Regions from separate parts of the Triticum aestivum genome. Here region 2 is linked to region 1. Evidence: chromatin contacts called from public Hi-C data. All regions are on one chromosome and are shown on one strand. Each heading gives the region's core, a stretch centred on a gene start, on an enhancer-like site or on the middle of the called end of the contact. The rest is flanking DNA. Distances are from core to core; before and after follow the strand shown.

Region 1 (4,651 bases), core at 833-3,332:
TTTAGTAGTAGCATTCATATTTATTGTTTATTATTGTAGATACATAATTGCATATAGCTATTCATAAGTGATTTCAAACACTTCTTTGCAGATTCGGTGCTCTGTGCTCAACTGCTGATTGATTATTTATCAATGAATTGACATTATCCACTTACATACAGGATAATACTGCAAGTAACGGAGTACCTAGATATAAAAAAGACCTGCAATGATCATTTCTCTGGATGTCCTACTTTGAACACCAAATAGTTGTAAGAAAATTGACTATCAGTTTTTCTAGTGACTGACTGATAGGAATGCAGGTCGACATGTCCACCGAGTCCGTGTTGATCATTTCAGCATTAGCACGAAAATTACAGCAGCAGAGATTAGTACATCTTGGTCCAGCGCAGACAGACACGGACACGACGGGCATGTCCACCAGCATCCCTACTGATTAAGCATGGTTATGTTTTAGTTATATTCTTACAAAAGAAATGTTATCCTACTCAACACAGAAGAGATATACTGTCAGTTAGTCAGAACCTGACACTATGACAAGATATCCAAGTGGAGTTGGAAAAATGTGGCTGCACAAAAAAGAACTTTGCTCAGAGAGGATAAATTTATCAAAAGTTATATCATTTTCTACAGTATTAACACATTTCTATGCGATGAGTTACAACAGTAACAACAATGAGGTCAGTTCACTCATTTGCTTGTGACACCAATAAAGCAGTAACCACAATGGCAAAGGAAAACATGACGCTATGAGAAACCATATTCCATAAGTGTCTATGTTAAACTACAAGCTTTGAGGATAAACCTTACAGAATATTGTGCTTTCTTTCCACCTCCCATGAATCATAATGGTGCATCCTCTCAAAACCAGCAACACTCCATGAATCCGACATCAAGTTGGCCAGCTAGAAATTATGTGCCTTCAAATCTTGTGATCCATATGGGAATCGAACCATTTGAAGATCTCTTCATTCTCCAGGCTGGTAAATTCATGGTATGCATATGCAATATTCAACTCCTCCGTGACATGCCTCTCCAGCCGGAACCCCTCCGGCAAGATCTTGGCTTCCTCCGCCGCCTCCTGCCACGGTGTTCTCCTCCCATCCTTCTTCAGAAAACCCTTCTCATCCAAGAACGACTTCTGGCGAAGCACGTCCACAAGGCCATCGGCGACGGTCGGAGTCAACCCCGGGATCCTCGCCGCCAAGAAGTCGGCACTCACGGCAAAGGCATCGCACTGGATCTCCCGTACATCAACGTGCTTTGACTTGAGCTTGTCTATGCTTGACGCCACCATGTGCGCCCTCTTGGCGTCCCTGGGCATGTGCACGAACAGCGCCGGCGGGTAGCCGGGCGGGATTTCCTCCATGGCGGCAAACACGCCCTCGGCGATCATGATGGCCACGCTGCTGAACCTGACCCTCGCCGCCAGCGCGGAGACGAAGTACCCGCCCGACGACGCGCCGATGCCGACGAGCGGGAGGCGGCCGAGCTCGGGGTGCTGCTCCTTGACCCACCATTCGATGATGGAACCGACGGCGGCGAGCTCACTGCCGTCGCCGGAGGCGGCGTCGAGGGACCAGCACTCGGCGCGGCTGGACACAGCGAGGACGGCGTAGCCTCGGCGGAGCGCCTCGCGCGTGAACCGGCGCTCCTCGGGGAGCCCCGCGCAGCGCGGGCAGCCGGGGGAGGCGTCGAAGAAGTCGGTGGCGCGGATGGTGCATCCGGGGGAGACGAACACGGCGGCGCGCGGCGGGCCTGGCGGCAGCTGCCACAGCACCTCGTTGCCGCTCCTGCGTGCGACCCGCGGGTCGAGGCGGATGGCCGGGGTCAGCGGCGGGACGGCGGGAGCGCGCGGGAGGAGGGCGGTGGCGAGGAGGATCAGCGCGCAGGAGGCGATCAGGACGACGGGCCTGCGCCTGCGCGGCTGCGGGAGGGGGTTGTCCATCCTGCGCGCGGTTAACCTCGCGTTAATGGAGATTGAGACGGTTTGGGGCTTCGCGTTGATGGAGAAAGTGACTGAGTTGACTTGCTCTGGACAAAGGGGAACGAAGCTCTGAACAACACTGGGAGGAAGAAACGTCCGTGGGGCTGGGTGTAGAGGAGGCCCATGTGGAAAGTTGGCCCGGCGTCTTAGCCTGGCCCGGAACGACGAGTTTTTTTATTTTATAAGAGTAGCGTAGAAGGAACGACGAGTTTCAACGACAGTTTCTCTTTCCTCGCTGACGGCCGCTCACGGTGGGGCTTTTTCGTCGGACTAGATGATTAGTTGCGCTAAAAAGGCCAAAAGTAAGCCATGTATTGGAAGAGTGTACATTAATATCATTCAGGCACATATTGAAACATATGAAAAGAATTACATTTATTATAAGTACAAGCGATGCAATACCCATATAATGTTCAAAGAAATATCAGTATTAACAAAACCGTTAATTAGTCACAAATCCACACCCGAGAAGCACATTGCACAGGGTTGAAACTTTTAAGCCTCACAATCCCAAGCAATATTAAGGAGGACCAACAGAATTGAAATCACTGACGCAAAGTATCAGCAGTTAGTAATATTTATACACACAACTTCTTTGTTATAGTCATATGATGATGAACTCAGTACGTAAATCAGCACCAAGGATAGTCGATCAGACAAACAAAAATTCTGCATCCCACTGAAAAACACTATTATGCAAGACTAAATTTAAAAGGCCCTCAGTTCTAATTTCTATAAGAGCTTGAAGCTTTGGAGCCAAGGCTACGAACCTTCAAATCCAACCAAACATCTTATCATGCAAACACGGTAAAATGGGAAAGAAAGACTCTAAATGTGACGCACCAAAAGCGGAAGAAAATGTTGAACGATCTGGGCGTGAGGATTGTGCCGGTGACCTAGTGACACCAAGCAGCGCGTGGATGTGGACCAGGATGACGGTGGTGGTGGCGCCCTCCTCGTCGACCTTCAGCAGCTCGCTAGTCTACAATGCTCATACTTTGCATCGAGTAAACCCATCTCACTAAGAACGGGAATGAGCATCGCCCTTTGGCATGCTTTGCCTTTGGCATGATCTTGATAGCATCCGCTTCCTACAATAGAACATGCAAAGAGAACATAATGAGGATAAAATTATGCATGCACCACTCTGCACAAAAACCTCTCCAAGGAAGCAGCTTTTATTATTCTACCTCCAGTTCTCTACCTTTCAATATTAAAGGAAAAAAGCAATTCCCATTAATATACCACATAGCTAAACCCCATATTACAATACACAAAACAAAGCAAAACTTCTTCATAATTCAATTAAAATGAGGCCATATGCATCATGATTAAAGTTGCTCCCTGTATTATATATACAACCATGATTCAAAGTGCTCCTTGACATGTATATACAACCATCAACCATGTATATACAACTATATCATTTATAGGCCATGCATATACAACTTAAGAAAACATAAATACAAAACTGCATATGCATCTGCATATAACAAAGCAGGTGATCAAATCTACAAATATTACAATAGCAATTGTGGCAGCACAAAAAGTGTAATTGGACATCACCATTTAACAACTAAGGCTATAAAATAAAAGATGATTGTGCAGATAGCAAAGAAAGATTCAACATTATTGTGTCATTGACAAATGTTTCAGGTAGTAGCAAATCAACATATCTACTGCTAATAGAAACAGAATCTGGATCTCCTTTAGGGAGGAGCACATACAGAGAAGAGAAGGAAGAGGTGTTCGTCACCAGATGATCATTTTGCTCGGAGACAAAGATGAGGAACTGGACCTAGCCGATAGGTCGTTCTTGGTTTCCATGTCTAGTTGGGTTAATTCAGAATCTGTTTAGATCTTTTCTACACTACCGCCATGTTGTGCTATAAGCCAAAACCAGATAACCAGGTCAAAATCCTAGCTGGTGACTTTTAACGGTTCTGCAAATTCGGTCCAAATAGCATGAATAAGAAAATGCCTAACCGGGTCAAAAAGCCAAAACCAGATAACCAAGTCAAAATCCTAGTTGTGACTTTAACGGTTCTGCAAATTCGGTCCAAATAGCATGAATAAGAAAATGCACAACTCTTATTCCAAAAGACCTGGAAAGAACTAACACTTCCATACAATTGAGAAAATAAAAATCATGTAATACTTCTTAACAACCGGTATGTGGATTGAAATTTACCTCGAAATAATATATGCACTCAGATTTAACTATGTATAATCCACACCAAAACTCCTACATATAAAAGATAAAACAAACAATGAAGTAAATAAAATGGTGTGACCTGGCTCTTTATTTATCTAAGTAGAAAATGCTACAGAATCTGGCAGTCTATATTGCAGCAATTATCTAAATTAACTCAACAGAAAAACTGTGCAGGATGGTGTCGCTCCTTTCTCCTTTAAAAAAACTGAGAACTAAAACCAACTCAGAGATGTGAAGAGCAGGGGGGAGAGGAGGCGGAGGCAAACCTGAAATGCCCACCGCACGCGACCACCGCCGATTGTCAGAGCCCAACCTTGTAACCGCGATGGTGCAAATGAATTGCTTATACTACATTTATCCAAAGATACAAGAGCCATGAGAAGCAAATCACCAACAGAATAGGAAGATCTAGGAACCTGTATCTGCCCATTGCCAGGCCATCGACTTAC
Region 2 (4,543 bases), core at 905-3,404, 510 kb after region 1:
AGGAACCAAGGGGGTATCAGATCGGAGGACGGCTGAATTTGGTCATCACCATCTCTTTCCCGCCCCATTTATATGGGCTGAAGCGTACGCACCGCGCCGATCAAACGGAGTGGCAAACAGCTAAGCTATAGCTAATCCGTTACTGTCAGGGTTCACCAGCAAGTAAACACCAGCGACGCAGGCCGAGCGCGACGACCGCGACTCCGTAACTTCCTTCCCTCCGATCCCAACCAGCAAGCGTTGGCATCAGCGGTACGTTGCCAGTGATGATACACCACCATGTCCAGACAAGACTGACAAGGGAAGAATACCACACATGTACACCGGGCAGCAGGCAGCAGGCAGCAGCATAGTTTAAGCACGTTGGGGGTCGGATGGGTGGAAGTGGAATCCAAGAGAGGAGAGGAGGCCAGGCCAGTGCACGCCGAGATCTGGCAGCGTAGATAAAGAAATGGGGTGTGCGTGGCGGCCTAGCCTGGCATCCGAGCTGGGCATGCGGCCGCGTATGTTCAGATCGGTCAGATGTCGATCCGCCCCCTGCGTATGTGCATGCATTTGCATTTGTGCCTACCAGGCTGGAGGCCCCCATTATTTTGCCGCCGCGCCCCAACATGCCACCTTGCCACGCATCACTCGCAGATCGATCGATCGATCCATCGAGATATTTATTTAGTTTAGTTAATGATGCCGTAGTTTTCTTCGTCAACTAGGCCAGCGGATTACTGGCGCAAGTACGCTTTGCTGTCCTGTCATCGCGTGCGAGCTTAGGCATCGTCGTTGATCGACGAGGAGACCCCGGTGGCTGTAGCTGCAGATGCGACTAGCTGGACGGAGACGACGTTGGCCGATTGGCGTACGTCGGACTTGTCCAAGTGGCCATATGTGTTAATAATTTTATCGAAGAAAATACATAAAATAAATTACTAGTAGTACTGCAATTTGTGTGGCAACTGGCAAATGCCATGCATCGCGTCGCAGCCCACGACGAGTTCACCGTGCTTGGTCAACATTCAACACTCGATCTGTAACTTGGCTTGGCTTGACTGCTGCAACGCAACGGCCTTGGCCTTGAGAGTTGGATGGCGAGGCTGCCCGTACGATCCGTAACGTACGTACAAAAGCGTGTGAAGCCATGATGATCCACAAGCTGCTCACCTCCGTCCAATTCAACAGTGACCCCGGCTGGTCACCTTCTCACGGCTGACCCGTAAGTACACGCCGCGTGGCGCGGGCTGATCTGACCCGGACCCTGCCTGCCTGGGGCTTGTCGCGTCCACCTGACTAGGACCCCGACACGCATGGAGCTTCTACTACTACTCTTGCCAGTCCCCGATAGGTCGATGTCTCGGTATGCATATCGGGCCGGATTTCAGTACTTTTATTTTCTCCGAAGACGATTTCACCATTATTCACGCGCTCAAGGCGTCCATCCATCATGAGAACATCATTTTTTTTTTTTGCGAGTGCATCATGAGATCATCATAGCAGCTAGCATCTCAACTAAAGGTCGCAGTAATTCAACCCATGGACACCTGCTAGTGCTAGTACTATTATTTTTTGTTGTACTCCTAAATCAACAACAATTAATATGAATCGAAAGGATTTTTTTTAACTTTCTAAGCAGTGATGCGTGCTGAAAACAAAAGAAGCGGGGAAGGAGATAGTAGAAAAGAAAACTTGGAAATGGAAGATGGTCAGCGGCGTTTATCCATCCATCCATCCATCTGAAAACTCAAGGGGAAAGTACCTGGACAAGAGCCAGCTAAGCCCTTCCCTTTTCTACGTGGTACCAACGTGTATACAGCTACGTACGCAGAGATATACTTAGGGCGTGCTTGGAATCGGTGTAAGTAGATACATCCGGATTTAATTTACAAGTGTATATTACCGGCCGCAGCTTATTTTTCGCCCGGAGAAAAACGACGGCGGGAGGCGTGTATCATTTTACAGGGGTATTTACGATCCAAACGGTAGTACTCTAGTTGTGTACAGCATGCGGCACGACAGAGTAGAGCTAACCAACAAGCGGAGACAAAACACAAAAATGGCAAAAAGAAAAAGAAAAGAAAAGAGCTGTTCCCATGCGCAGCTGTCCGTGCGACGGAGTTAAAGCCTCCGCCATCACACCAAACCCGCCCCGTCAATCCCCCGCTGCTCAATCAGCCCCGAGCCGGCCCGGCGCGGTCGACGACGGCCGTATATATACCCGGCGCGCACAGCGACAGGCGGAGGCCGCCGACCCGAGAGAGACCCAGGGCACAAAAGGGAAGCAAAAGGGCCCCCGGGGACAGCGAGAGGTGTAGGCAGCAGCAGCAGCAGCAGCCGCAGCCAGCGGGGAGGCTGGTTGGTCGTCGCGGGCGGGGATGGAGAGCGAGATGTCGGACGCGCCCCCGGCGGCCGCGGCCGTCGCCGAGCCGCTCGCCGCCGTGGCGGAGGAGGGGGAGGGGGAGGGGGAGGCGTCCACCCTCACCATGGAGCGCGTCGCCGCCGCCAAGAAGTTCATCGAGAACCACTACCGCTCCCACATGAAGAACATCCAGGAGCGCAAGGAGAGGTACCGATCCGATCCCGCCCCCCCGCCTTCCCGCCTCCAATTTTAGCCGCCGCCGCTACGTTCGTCTCCGGTAGATCTCGCGCCCCGGAGCTCGATCGAGGGGTTTGAGCTCGGTTGGAGCGGCTCGAGCTCGGGGTTCTGGAGCTAGGGGTTTGTAGCTGCTAGATTTGGGGTGAATTTTGGGGTGGGTACCAAAATGTTCTCGGAGGAAGCGTGGCGTAAGGAGCGGTAGCTGTACTAGCCATGGTCATTGAGGATTTCTAGCGTGGTATGACCTCAAATGTTGCTTTAGATCCTCGAATTGTTATTTTTAGACAATGAGATTCTTGAATTAGTCGAGCTTGGCACGCAATTTGGGGTCGCAGTGGCCTGATTTAGCTCTGATGGATAAGTTGGGATGAGGAGAGTCCTTGGTTCTATAGGTGCTTCGGATCCTCATATTCTGCTCAATGCACCGAGCATAAATGGTTCTAATCACTGCATATGGTGCAGTTACTGCATTGTTCCACTTTTGGCGCGAAAAGCCGCTAAGCTGAGCTCATCATACTAGCAACTGCCTTGCTTAGTTGGATAGCGGGTTTGGAATATTACTGTTGCGATGGTTCTCGGATGATGACGATGCATGGATGCTACTACCGTGTATGTTTGTTTCGAGGTTGCGTCGCTATTTTGTTGTATGTGATATTTTGTTCTTGCGTGTATAATTAGAGTGTACAGTATGTCGGTTTTTATTAGTTTGCAAGCCAACAAACAAATGGTTGCCTTTATTATGTGACGGTTTTGTACCATCAATGTACTGTTCCAGATTCATGTGATCCTTTTATGAATGGGTGGTGGACACGTGGTCGATGACGTAGCGCATACATGCCATGTATTGATTATGCTAGTACTAATTGTCTAATTTAGCTTACTTGAAGCCAGATATGTACTACATAATAGCCATTTCAGTTTAGCATGAGTTTGTTAGAGCTAGGATCAAAGAACCCTGCTTCCCTTTCATCAGACATGTTTTAGGTGTGGACAACATTTGATTCTGCTAGTTGTTTGGAATGCTTCGTTTCTTCTCAGTGCACCATGCTGTTGGTCAAATTGCTGACACGTATGGTTCTGTTTTTTCCGCTGCAAACTGTTGAGCTAAGTTCATAGTACTGACTCACCCGCAAAAAAAAAGGGTTCATAGTACTGACTACTCCCTGCTTAGTTGGGCTATAAAATTTAGTGTCTTGCTGTTGTAAAGATTTTCTTGCAGGATAAATGCACAAAATTGACGTGAGGGAACACGACATGATTTTTCTGCATCAGCATGTTGTTTTACAAAGGTCAAACCGTCAAACAGTCTTGTTTCCCTATATGTTGGAAGTAAAATAACGTGATGAAACACAATGCAGAACATTAGATGAAAGAAGTTGATGTCCTATACCTTTTTTTAATGCAATGGCACACAGTGGGTATGTAATCACCAGCCATGGTGTTGAGGAATTCTAGTGTGGTATGACGTCAGATGTTGCTTTAGATTTTTGAATTATTATTTTTAGACAATGAGATCCTGGAATTAGTCAAGCTTGGCACACAATTTGGGGCTGCAGTGGCCGGATTTAGCTCTAGTGGATAAGTTGGGGTGAGCAGCACTTGACTCTGTACGTGCTTTGAAATCTCAGATTCTGCTCAATGCACCAAGTAAGAATGGTTCCAATCATGGGGTATGTAGCAGTTATTATACTGTTATATTTTTGGCATGAAAAGCCGTTAAGCTGAGCTCACCGTACTAGCTGCTGGCTTGCTTAGTTGGATAGTGGGTTTGGAGTGTTACTGTTGTGATGGTTCTCTGATGACGATGCATTGATGGCATACTATCATGTATGTTTTGAGATTGCGTTGGTATTTGTCTTATGTGGTATTTTGTTCTTGTGTGTATAATTAGATTGTATACAAGCCGTCAAATGTCTGCCTTTAATTAGGGTATATTACGTGATGGTTTTGAACTGTCAA

The links. A called contact is a pair of places that touch in the nucleus more often than the background predicts.
Region 2: a Hi-C map of leaf shows a contact between it and region 1, with 3 times the contacts expected there. The contact joins the promoter of LOC123068936 here to the promoter of LOC123068933 in region 1. A contact is called at or near these places in 2 of 5 Hi-C or Micro-C datasets (both in leaf) and 1 of 1 datasets of contacts at active chromatin or transcription factors (leaf).

What each region holds. Positions count from the first base shown.
Region 1 is chr3B:121,680,164-121,684,814 of IWGSC CS RefSeq v2.1, forward strand. It overlaps LOC123068933, which reads right to left and starts at 2,083. Exons shown (of 3, transcript XR_006432163.1): 1 at 806-2,083.
Region 2 is chr3B:122,186,231-122,190,773 of IWGSC CS RefSeq v2.1, forward strand. LOC123068936 (serine/threonine-protein kinase tricornered) reads left to right here and starts at 2,155. Exons shown (of 13, transcript XM_044491632.1): 1 at 2,155-2,554. The coding sequence starts at 2,364.